5 separate regions of the Sus scrofa genome follow, and regions 1, 3, 4 and 5 are each linked to region 2. The links are chromatin contacts, called in public HiChIP or PLAC-seq maps. All regions are on one chromosome and are shown on one strand. The core of a region is the stretch at or near the end of the contact, and the rest is flanking DNA. Distances in the headings are between cores, read along the strand shown.

Evidence for each region. HiChIP or PLAC-seq counts read pairs in DNA pulled down with a chosen protein or histone mark.
Region 1: an H3K27ac HiChIP or PLAC-seq map of skeletal muscle shows a contact between it and region 2. The contact joins two enhancer-like sites. A contact is called at or near these places in 1 of 47 Hi-C or Micro-C datasets (skeletal muscle) and 2 of 2 datasets of contacts at active chromatin or transcription factors (alveolar macrophages and skeletal muscle).
Region 3: an H3K27ac HiChIP or PLAC-seq map of skeletal muscle shows a contact between it and region 2, with 2.8 times the contacts expected there. The contact joins two enhancer-like sites. A contact is called at or near these places in 4 of 47 Hi-C or Micro-C datasets (embryonic fibroblasts, fibroblasts, heart right ventricle and 1 more) and 2 of 2 datasets of contacts at active chromatin or transcription factors (alveolar macrophages and skeletal muscle).
Region 4: a contact with region 2 is called in an H3K27ac HiChIP or PLAC-seq map of skeletal muscle. The contact joins two enhancer-like sites. A contact is called at or near these places in 2 of 2 datasets of contacts at active chromatin or transcription factors (alveolar macrophages and skeletal muscle).
Region 5: a contact with region 2 is called in an H3K27ac HiChIP or PLAC-seq map of skeletal muscle. The contact joins two enhancer-like sites. A contact is called at or near these places in 3 of 47 Hi-C or Micro-C datasets (fetal heart ventricle, heart right ventricle and skeletal muscle) and 1 of 2 datasets of contacts at active chromatin or transcription factors (skeletal muscle).

Annotation. Positions count from the first base shown.
Region 1 is chr1:188,456,758-188,459,471 of Sscrofa11.1, reverse strand. All of the region lies in intron 4 of DAAM1 (disheveled-associated activator of morphogenesis 1), which reads right to left. Among named protein-coding and RNA genes, the nearest start is that of DAAM1, 120 kb to the right of the region's middle. Within about 2 kb of position 1,296, at least 15 of the 83 cell types and tissues checked have an H3K27ac peak or open chromatin away from gene starts, as enhancers often do. A contact at or near this core is called in skeletal muscle, where this site is marked.
Region 2 is chr1:188,276,204-188,279,040 of Sscrofa11.1, reverse strand. No RefSeq gene overlaps it. Among named protein-coding and RNA genes, the nearest start is that of DAAM1, 58 kb to the left of the region's middle. Within about 2 kb of position 1,365, at least 8 of the 83 cell types and tissues checked have an H3K27ac peak or open chromatin away from gene starts, as enhancers often do. A contact at or near this core is called in skeletal muscle, where this site is marked.
Region 3 is chr1:188,486,689-188,489,645 of Sscrofa11.1, reverse strand. DAAM1 (disheveled-associated activator of morphogenesis 1) reads right to left here. Exons shown (of 25, transcript XM_021102694.1): 17 at 2,848-2,932. It overlaps LOC102167425 (a long non-coding RNA gene), which reads left to right. Exons shown (of 3, transcript XR_002347112.1): 3 at 1-2,841. Among named protein-coding and RNA genes, the nearest start is that of GPR135, 94 kb to the left of the region's middle. Within about 2 kb of position 1,560, at least 27 of the 83 cell types and tissues checked have an H3K27ac peak or open chromatin away from gene starts, as enhancers often do. A contact at or near this core is called in skeletal muscle, where this site is marked.
Region 4 is chr1:188,512,518-188,515,426 of Sscrofa11.1, reverse strand. All of the region lies in intron 2 of LOC102167425 (a long non-coding RNA gene), which reads left to right. Among named protein-coding and RNA genes, the nearest start is that of GPR135, 69 kb to the left of the region's middle. Within about 2 kb of position 1,461, at least 16 of the 83 cell types and tissues checked have an H3K27ac peak or open chromatin away from gene starts, as enhancers often do. A contact at or near this core is called in skeletal muscle, where this site is marked.
Region 5 is chr1:188,430,549-188,433,356 of Sscrofa11.1, reverse strand. The region is part of intron 3 of DAAM1 (disheveled-associated activator of morphogenesis 1); the gene reads right to left. Among named protein-coding and RNA genes, the nearest start is that of DAAM1, 97 kb to the right of the region's middle. Within about 2 kb of position 1,431, at least 14 of the 83 cell types and tissues checked have an H3K27ac peak or open chromatin away from gene starts, as enhancers often do. A contact at or near this core is called in skeletal muscle, where this site is marked.

The DNA.
Region 1 (2,714 bases), core at 47-2,546, 180 kb before region 2:
TACTTTCTTTCCCAATATAAAGACTATTACTTGCCTCCCCAAACAGAAGACAGTATGCTCTTTTCTTTGTGTAATAATATTAGAGTTGCATCGAAGATTTTTACTATAGTGAGGAAACTGAGGCTATGCAGATGAACCTGATATTCTAATGTGACTTTTCAAAATGAAATAATTTATATAACGTTCAAGTTTTCAAGCTTTACATTCAGCAAGAAGTCTAAGTTTGCAGCTTTTCCTAGAAAGGGGAGATATGCCTACATTTCTGAAGATGGCGGCTAGGCCAGACATCCAGTCTGCGCCTTGGCATATCCTGGACAGGCCTGTGGCGGCCTTTTTGGGTGCTCTACACATTTACTAAATCTCTGCTCACATGAGAAGTGGGCAAAGGACAAAGTGCATCCTGGCAGAGGATCTTCTGGTTAAAGCTGCTAAGGTTTACACTAGAACAGACAGGGCTGAGAGCGATGCACAAATTGGGCACAGAGACCACTCCTGGCTAGGAGTCTGGAACTAAGCTCCTGTTTGAAACATTTCACTGGTGTGAAATCAGTAAGCCAACCCGCTAAGCACGCTGAACTTCACCTTACATTCTCCCTCCCTGAGAGCACATGTAGAAGCCGCACAGCAAGAAAGCCCAGGTCTTTCTGGAACACACACTCTTTTATTATACTGTTTTTCACTCTTTTAAAGCCAACAGATCACTCGGGGGTCCTTTAAAGAACAAAGCATTTTTGTTAAGAGGCTTCTGTAAAGTAACTGAACTTGTTCCACAAAGGGCTTCACAGACCAGTAAGTGCTGTGGTTCTCAACCTGGACTGTTTATCAGACCCTCCAGATGCCTGCCCCCATCTCAGAAAAGCTGGGAGGTGGGGCCGTGGGTGGGATTACCAGACCTCTTTTATGTGCCAAAGGATTCTAAAAACTGAGCCAGTGAGAGGCAAACTGGAAAGGAGTCTTTGAGCTGAGATGGACAGATGTAGATTCCAGCTCTACTATTTCTAATGAGATGACCTTGGGCAAGGTGACCCTCCTCTGAGCCTCAGGCTCCTTATCTATTAATAGTACTTGTAGCACAGGGTGCTTGTAAGGACTGAAAACAGCATGTAAAGTGCCTGTTATACTGCCTGTCACAGATGTACACAGCAGCAGCAGTTGCTATAGATGCTGAAGACAATGGATGATGACAATGTGGATAAATGGCCTTCAACAATTTCTGAAGCAGAGAGCCAGAGTGTAGCTGCCAGGCCATGAAAGGATCTGGAGGAATCACATGCCTTTCCAGTCCCCAGGGACCATGTCTTAGGATTTCTGCTGCATGCTGTCAGGATTCTTTCAATCAGAGAGACCAACTAGAACTACAGGAGGAGGCAGTGGCAACAAATATGGTGAGCAAGACAGAAGACTCAGCATTGGGTTTCTGGTCTTATCAGGCCTCCTTGTTCCTTTATGTACGCAGGAGGAGCCCTCTTTATTTCATCGTCTTTTACCCTTAACCCTGGAAAGATGCTGGCTCTGTCCTTATAGGAGCATTAGAAAGTTTTGTTAGGTTTAAAACCCATAAAGAATAGCAACGTGACTGTCCATTTAACAGCCTTGAGAGGCTCCTGGAAAGGGCTTTGGATTAGGAAGCAAATATAATTAAAATACAGACAACTCATGAGTGTAACAAAAGATTGTCCAAGGAACTGGACGAAGGAGAAGGGAGGCCCTTAGAGAAGTGCCACATGTTGGCACATCACAGGCCAGACCTCACTCTGGACAAGGCCTGGGCTTCGTCGCTAACATACAAGTTAACCTAAGTGCCCCAAAATTTGAAGAAAGGAAAAATCCATAGTTATTTAGTAGTTCTCCATTGATGGAAGTGAATTCACTAACAAAGGGGCAACTTCTCTTGTTAGACATCAAACAAAGCTGACTTAATTTGAAAGCGAGACTATCTGCCTGACAGCTCTTTCGTTCTCTACTAGCTAAGAACAAGAATTCGGAAAATAACCTTTACGTACAGGAAATGTAAATGGCTCAACATTACTAGTGCTTAGGCAGATGCAGAGAAAATCCCTGATGGTCATTACAAGCCTCCTGTTTTGCTAACATATTCACACAAATGCTGAGATCACCCTTTTCTCATCCTTGCCATGTATAGGATGCCTGGTATAAGGATTTGATAGCTATCTTCTGTTCTTTTCTGCTGTGTTTTTAGGCGAGAAACCCTTGAGGCAAAAGCTTATGCAGTTCCTTCTATAATTTATACAGCCCTGTTCACGTTCACAGGCTGTTTATTATTCACTGTGTGACAGCAGAAGAAGCATCTTCAAAGAAAAAGTCAGAAAAGAGGAAGTTACTAAAAGTCAAGGCCTCAAAGTTTAGCAAAAGCGTGATGGTTCACATATTCTAGTCAGTTTTTAACTTTTGCAGCAGCAGCAAAAATTAGACAATCTAAAATGTTTGCTCTATGAGATAAGAAACTAATTCTCCACAAGGACTCTGGGGACAGCAGGAAAGGGAGAGGTATGGAAAAGTATTATGGAAGCTATCATCTGCTTGAACATAATAAACTCATAGTTGGACCTAACAGATTAACTCTTAAAATTCTGAGTTTGCCCACTGAGGCAAAGACTGCGCTACTGTGGACAACATCCACTTTTTAACAACATGATTAGAGTTTAAGCTATTAAGGCTCAAATGCTGATGACATGTTTTCTGCTGTCATTTCA
Region 2 (2,837 bases), core at 116-2,615:
AATGTGGAAAGGATAGTAGGATAAACACCCTTATACCATTCACCTGGATTTGTGGCTTGCTAATGTTTTATCACATTTGTGATACATTTGTGTCTTCTTTGTGTACCTCTCCCCCAGCTATTTGCAAGTAAGTTGCCGCCCCATGTACCTCCCCAAAGCCAGAATGTTCTAGCACAGAAACAATCACCATGCCATTATCACACACCAGGAATTTACCGTGGTTATAAAAATAGTATTTGATTACACAGAACATACTTACAATTTCCACATTGTTCCCAAAATGTCCTTTATAGCTCTTTTGTTTCCGATCTCAGTCCCATCAAGAATAATGGATTATATTTGGTTGTCTTTGTCTCCTTAAATCTAGAACGAGGGTCAGCATTTTCTGTAAAAGATTGGACATAAATACAAATGTTTATATGTAATATAACATATTAGGATGATAACATAAACATTTTAGGCTTTGCAGTTCATACTATTTCTTCCCCAATTATAGCTTCATTGTTGGAGTGCCAAAACAGCCATAGGCGGTACATAAAGGAATGGATGTGGTGATTTTAATAAAATCTTATTTATGGATACCAAATTTTGAAATTCATATAATATTCACATACACAAAGTATATTACTTTTTCTTTTGTTCCTTTTCAACCATTTAAAAATATACAAACCATTCACAGCTCACAGGTTGCAAAAACTGTATGTGACAGGATTTGGACCAGGGATCATAATTTGCTGACTTAATATTTAAAGCAATTCCCTGCCTTTTTTTTTTCTTTTTTTTTTTTTTTTTTGGCTGCTCCTGTGGCATGCAGAAGTTCCCAGGCCAGGATTGAACCTGAGCCTCAGCAGTAACAACACTGGATCCTTAACCTGCTGAGCCACCAAGGAACTCCAACTGCATTTTTCTTTTTTTTAAGCAAACATTTTATTGAAGTATGTGGAAATACATAAAATTTTAAGTGGACTGACCGCTTCATGATGTTTCACAAAGTGAACACACTCACTAAATAAACTCAGAATAAGAAATACCTATGACTTTATTTAAAAAACAAACAAACAATAAAACACTTGTTGGTGTCGCATCTGATGACCTACGAATGGTTAGCACTGGATCCAAGTGTGCAATTATAGATTACTTCTAGAAATGTCTTTGACTGTTATCAGAGTCCCTATACTCTGTCTCCACAACAAGGAGAGCTGCAGTGATCCAAATGTTTCAGTCTTGACAATTAACCTGCCTATTGGGCCAGCCCAGCCAAGCCTCACTTTTGGAGCTATTTCAGAGGGCATGATGACTCCTGTAGTTTCCTTTAACTGCTTACACTCTTGGCCAGCTCTCTCCCAGCAATGTGGATCAGCTCCGAGGGAGGGTGCCCAGGCAGGAAGTTACTATTTTAAGAACAAGCTCAGCCAAAGGTAGACAGCAGAAGAACCCACAGTCTGTCAGGAATGGGCTAAATGCAATTCACTTCTGTCAGAAACTGGCTGTGATGATTTGAAACCAGGACAGAGTCATGAGGGAAGGAAGCCATGGCTCCTGAGGGCTTAACTGGCTGACAAGACCACTCAAGACAATTGCAGTGTCCTGTTTGCTATATTTTATTTGCCATGGGGTGCAAAAATCTCTTGGCTTGGTAAAAACAGAACTTGACCAGGCTCTTTTAGACAGGGGAGTGGTGATGAGTGACTCATGGGATCTCCTTCTGAAACAGAAATAAGCTGCCCCACAAGTTCCCTCTGGTAGGTCCCAGATTTCCTATTTAGCCTGGGCATTTTAAGTCTGTTTACAGTGTTTCTAGGGATTATTCTCAGTATGAAGAGGGGGTTAATGCTTTCTTTCGGGACACAGAGCCTAGCATCAGTTGCATCTTCTCTGAAGATGGCAGAATTGGGTGGATGCTGGTTTAGGAAATCTGTCTTAATGTGAGAGATGTACAAATACATGATGGTCCAAACTTGAGCCTCAGCACGTGGGCTCAGTTACTCAGTTTTATACAAGCAAATTTGTTTGCAGAAGCTTAATCCCAAGGCTGGGTCCACTGCGGGACTTTAATAATCCCCTAGAGGATCTCACACTCACATTCCAAAATAAAGACTGCATTTGAGAGGCTCGAATTCAACACCAAAGAATTGATCAGACTAGGGACCCAGTTTCTCTTCTGAGGTTCTCAAGCTCTTCGTTTTTCCTTCTACTCTCTGACCTAATTTTATCTTTATCTCTAGCACCTGCCCCCCCAACCCCAAGCTATTTTCATTTGGCTGAAAGAATTTAATTTTTTTTTTGTCTTTTTAGGGCCACTCCTGTGGTATATGGAGGTTCCCAGGCTAGGGGTCTAATCAGAGATGTAGCTGCTAGCCTATGCTCAGCCACAGCAATGTGGGATCTGAGCCTCATTTGTGACCTACATCACAGCTCACGGCAACGCTGGAACCTTAAGTCACTGAGCGAGGCCAGGGATCAAAACTGTGTCCTCATGGATGCTAGTCAGATTTGTTTCTGCTGAGCCATAAAGGGAACTCCACATTTAATTATTAAGCTCTTCAATTTTGTCAAGATTTTTTTTAATGTTCACATTCCCAATAATAAAATGGCACAGTTAAACTAAACAAAATGGCAGAGGATCTTTAATAGAGAAGAGAAACCAATCAGATATAATGTATCAGGGAATTCTGGTTTGGAAAGGAAAAACAAAGATGCGATGAATCCTGGTAGCTTTTTCTTTTTATTTATCACAGAGCAACAAGATGATGGCCTTTCTTCTTTTCATTTATGATAGGGCAGAGTTATGGTTGTTAAGTAAATCCCATTCTCTGGCTTTCCCACTAAGCTCACGT
Region 3 (2,957 bases), core at 311-2,810, 210 kb before region 2:
GAGTGTCCTTAGTGAGAAGAGCTTTGAAGAAGAAGGACTAGAGCAAGGTGAGGAAAAGCAAATGGGTGAGTGCAGACAAGCTTTTCAAGAACTTGCTGTGTCAAAAAGGAGAAAATGGGAGTTCCTGTTGTGGCTCAGTGGAAACGAACCCGACTAGTATCCATGAGGACTCAGATTCGATCCCTGGCCTCGCTCGGTGGGGTTAAAATCCAGTGTTGCCATGAGCTATGGAGAAGGTCACAGACAAGGCTCAGATCGGTGTTGCTGTGGCTGAGGCATAGGCCAGCGGCTACAGCTCCATTAGACCCCTATCCTGGGAACCTCCATATGCTGCATGTACTGCCCTAAAAAGACCAAAAAAAAAAAAAAAAAAAAAAGTGGCAGAGAGGGATGTGTAGCCTTAAGAAGTGTGTATGTATGAAGGGCTGGGACTTGAACATGTGACATACAGAGAGGGCGAGGTGGGAGACTGAGGGGAGAGGGGTAGGATCCTCTGACTGGGTGGGGTCCCCAAGGAGAAAGAAAGGAAGGGTCGGAGCCGAAGCCCCGTCAGATGGAAACACTGGACGGGACAGGCAGCATCGTACTCTTCCTCAGAGCAGGAGGCGAGACAAGGGAGGAGGAAGAGAGGACAAAGCTTGTTTTCCCATTTGGATTGTTTCCTTCTTGGGAACAATCCTTTCTTTCCTGGACAAGGAAATTCAGTTCTAGTTTCATGGGACCCCCCAGAGCTGCCCCCCGGAGCCCACAGGCCCCTGTTCGGGATAACAAGTCACCAACTCTTTCTCGTTACAAGAGTACGGGGGCAAGGCCCAGGCCTCCTCAAGGCAGAGTCGAGAACAAGTAGTACAGACGGTGTATAGGCAGCTTTGAGAGGAATGAAGAGTCAGGGGAACACTGGGGATGAGGAGAAAGGTATGCTTTCCAAGAAGAGTGTGTGGGAGTTCCCGCTGTAGTGCAGTGGGTTAAGAATCCAACTGCAGTGGTTCAGGTTTGATCTCCGGCCCAGGAACTTCCATATGCCATGGGTGAGGCCATTTAAAAAAAAAAAAAGAGGAGTGTATGGATCCCATCTGAGATCTGAACTCAGCAGCTAAAAGCAGCTGGAGAGGAAGGGATGAAAGTGGCTCAAATGCAGATCATAATGCGGAGTAAAGAAAGGGGAAGGAGGGTAGAAAAAGGAAGAAAAAAAAAAAGAGCTTGGGAGACAGCAGACTGAGACACGCAGAACTATCCAGAGAGCCCAGGTCAAAAGTATCCCACTTGGCCAGATACTACTTCAGTAGACTGATCTTCTTACTTGTATTTATTTGAAGTATGTTCTATTTGTACTACAAGCCCTTTTGGCAAGATTTTGAAATCCTTCCCCTCAAGGAGAAACTTTGCTGGATGCAATCTCACAGTAAACAGATCATGTGGAATTTTAAACGTACGACCTTGTCGATAGAGGCTGAAAAGCTAGGGACTAAAGCAGCTTTCTGCCCGGTTCCTCACTCTGGAGGAAGCAGCTCCTGTGAAGGCTTGTGGAGCGCAGGGTTGCCTGGGAGCTGGGGAGGGGCAGAGGGCCTGCACTCTCTGGGGGCGGAGACAATGTTTTGACTGGTATTCTGGAGTGGGGAGTGCCAGAGGAGCTGCAAAATGCTCAAAAAAAGGAATTTTAGGTTTAGCAATACTTTTAAGCTATTTATACACAGAGCATCCTAACAGACTTGGAGACATAGTCATTACCTATTTTGGGAACTAAATCAAACCATATACAAGGACACAGGAAGAGTTTTTCCTGGGCTGAGTGTGAGGGTTCTTACCCAGGATGACTGTGGAGGCAGAGGTGTCAGGGAGGGGCGGGTCCATTGAGTTATGGTGACACTGCACAAGTCATCCCCTCCCGCCCCATTGCCTTGCAACTGAGGCCTTCTGAGCAGACAGAATTGACTTAGGAGACTGTCCCCACAAAGCACAGAAAAGCTGACTTAGGAGACTGTCCCCACAAAGCACAGAAAAGCTTAGGCCCAGAGTGAGAGATCACTAACACTCCTGGGCTACCTGCTGGTGCAACACCAACAGTATCATTCGGGAGAGAACTCAGCCAAGCTGCTGAACAACACGGGACACAGTGGGAGGGGCTGCATGGGGTGTATCATGGAAATGACAAGAGGCTGGGTCACTACATCTGACTGGTTGGTGCCTGGCCATGAAAAATACAAATTATCTTCAAATACCAAGCACAAGGATGTATACCAATTGCATATAAATCTATCCCATACTTGCTAGGCAAGGCATTTGAATTGACTGCCACTTCTCATACAACTCACAGAGATAAGACCAGCCCCAAGCAGTTTACCCCCCACCTTATGACACCTGAGAGTGTTTTGATGAAGATGACAGTGCTAAGGGTTTCACAGTGGCTTTTGTGGTTGTGAGAATGGTGAGCCAAGACCAAGACATACTTGTGTCATGGCTTAAGCACTGAATCAGTATATGCAATGCACTCTGTGATCTCACAGGGCTGAGAGTCTCGATATCCTGTGAAATAGATGCTTTCCTTCAAAGCTAGTAGATTATAAGACCTGCTAAGGAATAACAAGTGTGACAGCAGCAGGAGAGACAGATTCTGGCGCCGAGGGTCCTAGGCATTTGATAAACTCGGGACCATCCTTCTCACCCATCATTTTGAGAAACAGGAGACTCAAGTCATAATGTCTTCTAACAGAGCCACATGGAACCTTGGTTCAACCTCCTTGATTCTGAGGCAAGGATATGGTCTACTGGCAACAACCAAGTCTCCCCAGGATACCCCTCCAGAGAGTCTGGGGTCACCTGTGCTCTGAGAGTTGCCTGGCAGCTCACCTGTTCCAACATGTCCTTGGGCAGATCCTCCTGCTCATCCATGGTGAGAATTGCCCGTTTGATTTCATCATTGGATAGTTTCAACCTGGAGAAAGAATATTTGTTGTTAA
Region 4 (2,909 bases), core at 212-2,711, 240 kb before region 2:
TCACTGTAGTTTCTTCTTTGTCTTTGGATGTAAAATATCTTTTTTTTTTGTTAATTTCCAGTCTTTTTTGTTGATGATTGTTCAGCAGTTAGTTGTGATTTTTGGTTTTTGTGAGAGAAGGTGAGCTCGAGTCCTTCTACTCTACCATCTTGTCTCCAATCCTGTGGGAAGATAGATTGCTGGCTCATTATGAAAGATATATCTCAGAACAGCCCAATGGAAGAGATGCAAAGGGAAGGTATGGAGTAAATTCTTAGAGCTTCTGTGCCTTTTCCTGTCTGCCATACTCCCCAAATTTCCATGTGTTCCTAGTTCTGGACTTCTGATGGTATCTCTGATGGGATGGATGGTCATTCAGTCTGAGATGTTAGTGCCTCTAAGAATGGGTAGATTTCATTTGTAATGAGACATTCTGTCCAACTGCTGTTAGTTAAAGGAGTTTGGAGGTTCTCTACAGGTTTGAAAAAGTGGAATCAGTGTTTTGGTGACTTTGACCCATTGTTTGCAGCCCTACCTTCTGGTGAAATATATTATAAATTTTCTCTCTGCACATATTCGAGGCCAACTGTCATACCTCCTTCATAATTTGTTTTGTGAGCCAAAAGTTTGTCAGTGGATTCTTCTGAGCCAGTTTTTAAACTGCCTTATGGGATGCATTTTCATGGCATTTAAAATGCATTGTCTGGGAGAACACAGCACTCCAGCTGTGGCCACTCCTGTGAAGAGAGCAGTGGGCCCATCCAGTGGGTTTGATTTTTTTTTTCCTTCCTCCTTTTCCAACCTCTTTCTGCCTTGCCATAACTTGTACAGAGAAAATCCATGCCAATGGAATACATAGATTTTATGACTAAATGAACACATGTGGTTTTGGTACATCCTTGATAGGATTCTGAAAATCTGTGTTATTGTAGTTGCTTGGTAAAAAAGGGAAAACCCTGGAATGAACCCCTTTACATTTCTTCTCTAAGCAGTTGCACAACTGTTCAATAGTGGAATCAGGGCAGACTTTAATTCTAGTTAGTAAGTTGGCTGAAGTGAGGTCCTAGCACCCAGGGACCAGGACCTCAGAGGCAGGACCATGGCATCCCGTGATGAGAAATTTTAGAGCTGCTCTGCTTTTCCCAAAAAGAGAAGTGAAGGCATTGAGGAAGCTCTCGGCAGTGCCAGCTCATGTAGGCTGGCCACAGCCAATTCTGGAACTCTGACTGATCAGGTTCTAGTGTGTCACTTAGAAACTGGGGCAAGGACACTTGTGAGCAGTCTTCTGTGGGGAGTACTTTAATGTTTTAATTTTAACTGCGGGTCATTCCAGGAGTGATCATGGTCACCTGCACCAAATGCTAGTGAAGGAAAGTCCATGCCACTTGCCCTCAAACCATCCTTTCTCCAGAGCATGTGGTGAGGTGCCCTTCCCCACTGCCTTAATCCTTTGTCAGCAACTCAGTGACAGAGGGCCAGCATGACCCGTCCTAGTTGTTCCTCCAGCAGACTTGGAAGGCCAAGCTCTTGTATGAACTCACCAGCCATAAAAATGTCAGGTCACTCAACAGCTGCTACATTTCAGGGTCGAATCACTCACATTCAAGGCAGTAGGAGAAGACTGTTTTCTGTAATAGGCTTTTAAAGAGAATTCCAAATAATGTGGCCTTTATGATGGAGGAGTAACTAACAAAACTGGTTTGGGGGAAGGAAGAAAGGGAGAGAGGGGAGGGGCAGGCTCTTCCCGGGAGCCTGATGACAATCACCTTGCAGAAACTATCTTAATCTGCAAATCCTAAAGTTTATGAGCTGGGTAGACTAATAAGCATGACTAGCTCACTAGTGACCAGCCCTTCCTTTTATTTCTGCACCACACCCCCCAACCCTGCCCCAGCTTCTGAAGTGAAGAGCTGAGAAATAAGGTCCTATTGGTCTAAGAGTTAACCCTGAGCTTTTAGAGACTGGGCTGAAGTCTCAAAGTGTTTTTGGTGATACACCCAGATGTGAATAGACTGGGGCAGTCAGAGGGCCCCATAAGTTATCAAAGGGAGTTTAGCTGAGGGGTGTGTGTGCAGAGGAAGAGGGCAACATTGCATGGTTTGGTAGGGAAGTGTCTGGCCAGCAACTGGTAGGGATACCTCCTTCTCTTCCTGTCCTGTCTTCCCGAGTCATCACTCAGCATTGCAGTCACCTCCTTTCTCCAGGCACCCCTCCCACCCCAGGAGCGTCAGAGTGTCCCTGAAATCTCACTAGTCAGGACTGCTTCTCTAACACTAGAGGCGGGGGTGGGAAGATGGGGGCGAGAACATTAAGGGGATTGTAGAGTACTTTGCCACAGAAATGTCCTCACATGACCATAATGGGTGTAAATGAAATGGGAGAAGGTACTAAAGATCAGTACAGAGCTACTGCCTTTCTTCCTCCACCCAGTGAAATAAACCACAGGCAAAGAAGCAGAGAAAACACATGCTTTATTTAAATGACATGGGAAAATTATACTTTGGAACCTTTCTTTCTTTCCCATGAAAAGCAAAAACACATCAAGATTTGATTAAAATAATGATCTCCATTGTCAAAACCCCCTAGTGTGCAATCCTGTGTTCATGTTGTTTGTTTGTTACCGTGGAAACACACAGTTGATTGCTATGGACAAAAGCATGTGAGGAAAGAGGCCAAAGGTTAGATCTGATATTTTCTGGACAAGACAAATGAAAAGCAACTGACTGGTCTTTGCTATGGAAAATATGAAAATCCTTATAAACTTCCTTCCCTCCAGGGGTTCCAAGCTTTCTCCAAGATAAAGATTTTATAGATTTTTTTTTTTTTTTTTTTTGTCTTTCTGCCATTTCTAGGGCCGCTCCCACGGCATATGGAGGTTCCCAGGCTAGGGGTTGAATCGGAGCTGTAGCCTCTGGCCTACGCCAGAGCCA
Region 5 (2,808 bases), core at 182-2,681, 150 kb before region 2:
AAAGAAGTCTAGCAGTACAGTTACTGACATTTAGTTGTCTTACTTTTACAGGCTCCCTCTCCCGAATCTTGACATCTAGCAAAGTGGGTACCTGAAAACCCAAAGCCCACTCTACTGCCTATTCAAACAACTACATTTAAGAAGGAAGAGAAGCAGACCTGCTTCTCTTCCTTCTTAAACCTTCCAGGTCGAACACACAGCCATTGCTTCTGGTCCCAGCCTACCCACTGCAGCTTTTCATCAGGAGACTGGAACAACCAGAGGATTAACGTACCCTCATCCCCTTTGTCGTCTACCAGCTTGTTTGCCTTACGGTTATGGAGAAGACCAATGGTTCCTTTCGTCTACACTTCTACTACTTTAGCATATGTTCCTTTCACTCTGTGTTCTGATCAAACCACTGCCTCCTCATGCTCTAAACACAGGAGGGCCTCAACTCTCCGGGGTCTGAAAGATACTGAGGACCATTCATTTTGTGTGTGTGGTGAAAGGAGAATTCCTTCTTGTGGAGTGGTGTGGGGATGTGACCCAGTACAGGGAGTGAATAAAAAGCATCAGGAGGGTTTTCAGCCAGTTTTCCTAAATGTCTTTGGAACATACCAAGCACCAGATCCCACAAAGCTTAACGGCTCAACTGCAGCCAGGTTAGACAAGATTCTTTAATTAAACTAGAGTCAAACATAAACTCAGCAGCAGAGTAAAAGCTTGCCTTCTCCAAAGTAGACCTCGAAAGACATCGAAATGGAATATGGAGAATCCAGAGCCATTTACTTAAGTCTTGACTTAGGGATCAGAAATGGAAGGAGGAAAAATCAGGGGCAGTTATCAAATTCTGATCTTTGCTGCTTCAAATATCTGATATTACTATAGCCAACTGCATCTAACCCTATTCACTTACTTTATCAACTCTTAGGCTCAAGGAGGGGGGACAAGTATTTCCTGGACCCTTGTAAGGACTGGTTAAGTGACACAACTAGTGCAACTGCTCCTGTGAAGAAGTCTGATTAAAGAAGATTTCTGCCTGCACTGACAGGATTGCTGTTGCCATAACACAACATGTATGCCATCTTAGCTTCTCCCCCTTACTTTTCCCAGGGTTTAAAAATCATGTTAACAATAAGCAAATACGGCACGGCCAGATGCCTTTCGTGGTCAGATGGTGCATTGTTTAAAAAGCTTCAGTTTAAAATCCAAAAGATTGTTAACAGATGCAGTTTCTGGCTGGAGACTGGGAAAAACCTCACTTAAACAAAAGAGTATGTTGTGATTGGAACTAAATAGGGAATTACCTTTAAAGATAAGAACCACAAACATTTCCTATTTGAAAATACCCCCAGCCCCACCAACAGAACCCTTTTTTGGGGCCTTTCATAAAAGTTAAAAAACGAGACGGTGGATTGCTACACACAACAACCCCATGGCTGACCAACCAGCCCAGTCACTTGTATAGAGTTGTGTGGACTTTCAACAAAGGCCGTGACATCCATCTCTTGCTCTCCCCCAGATTACTCAATTAGGCACCATTCCAATTAATTTCTTTCCCGTTCTTTTAGCCCTAGAAATATTTTTTGCAGTTTTCACTTTGGCTCTGGAAATGGGTTTTCAACCAAAGGACTCAGAGCGGTTTGAGAAATGAACACAGAGCTTGATAAGCAGAGAGCCACGGCTGGGACTCAGGGCCCTAGTGGATGGAAAAGAGCCACTTGGCCGAGAAAAGCCTGGCCCCATCTTCAGTTCCCAGTCCTGTTTGCCTCCACAATGCTGTGTACTTTTACACAGAAAGCCTGCTTTTCACCAACTCATGTGTCTGTTTCTGTTGGCCTTCATGGGCCCTTATTCTACGGCTTCACTATGTGTGAGAACATTGGTGATGCCATAGGTTCTAATCTTGAAAGATGGAAAGTCTGAAGGAGCCACAGGGGTGGAGCTTTCCCTTGGCCTGAGAAATGGATGTGGTTGGTCTTGCTGGTGACAAGCCAGATTTGAAAAGGCCACAAAAGAGATGGTCCAAGGAAAACAGTCTGTTCTTGGTGTTAAGGACGGCCACCATGGGTTTCGTTCTGAGAGAGGGAAACCTGTCCTGTAGGGGATCACCTTCTCTGGAGAGAGGCAAACTCGTGTCCTTCTCATGCCTAGGTTTTTGTATTCTCTTATTTCTTTTATGACAGTGCGCCCAACAATCAGTTTCAGATCAAAGGCACAGTAGAGCATTAAGAGTCTGAGAAGCTCACATCAAGAAAATCCTTAGTCAAGCCATTTTAAAGTAAGGCAGATCTATAAGCCTGTGGGATTCTCCAAAGAGTTAAGATGACTTTCCCACTCAGCCACCCCACTGCTAAGTAATAAAAGGAACCCACGCTATTGGAATGAAGCTCACGGGGGAACTGCTTTCCCAACGATCAGTGCAATGGGGCCAGGTGGTCACAGGAAGAACCCATCCGTCAGGAAATGGGGTTCTGAGGCCAGTGGCCACATCCAGATCCATCCACCTACAAAGCCAACCCTGCCATGCACACAGGAGACAAAGTTTGCTAGGGGATTTGATAGGCCTGGAAATTGAAAAATGAGCAGCAGCTGCGAGCCCAAGGTCATTACTATCCCCAGGGGTTCGCCTTTTCGATCTAAGGGGCAGTAGTTTCCATGATTAACTTCGAATTGCTGTCAAGGGTGTAATAAAATCTGGGAAAGAAGAAAACTTTCCCCTCAGTAATCTGCTCCCATTTTCCTGCCGTTTCCCTTCCTCCAGCGCATATTCTCAATCCCCACTTCATGTCGTTTCCTAGTTGCAAGAAAAAAATCTGCACTCGG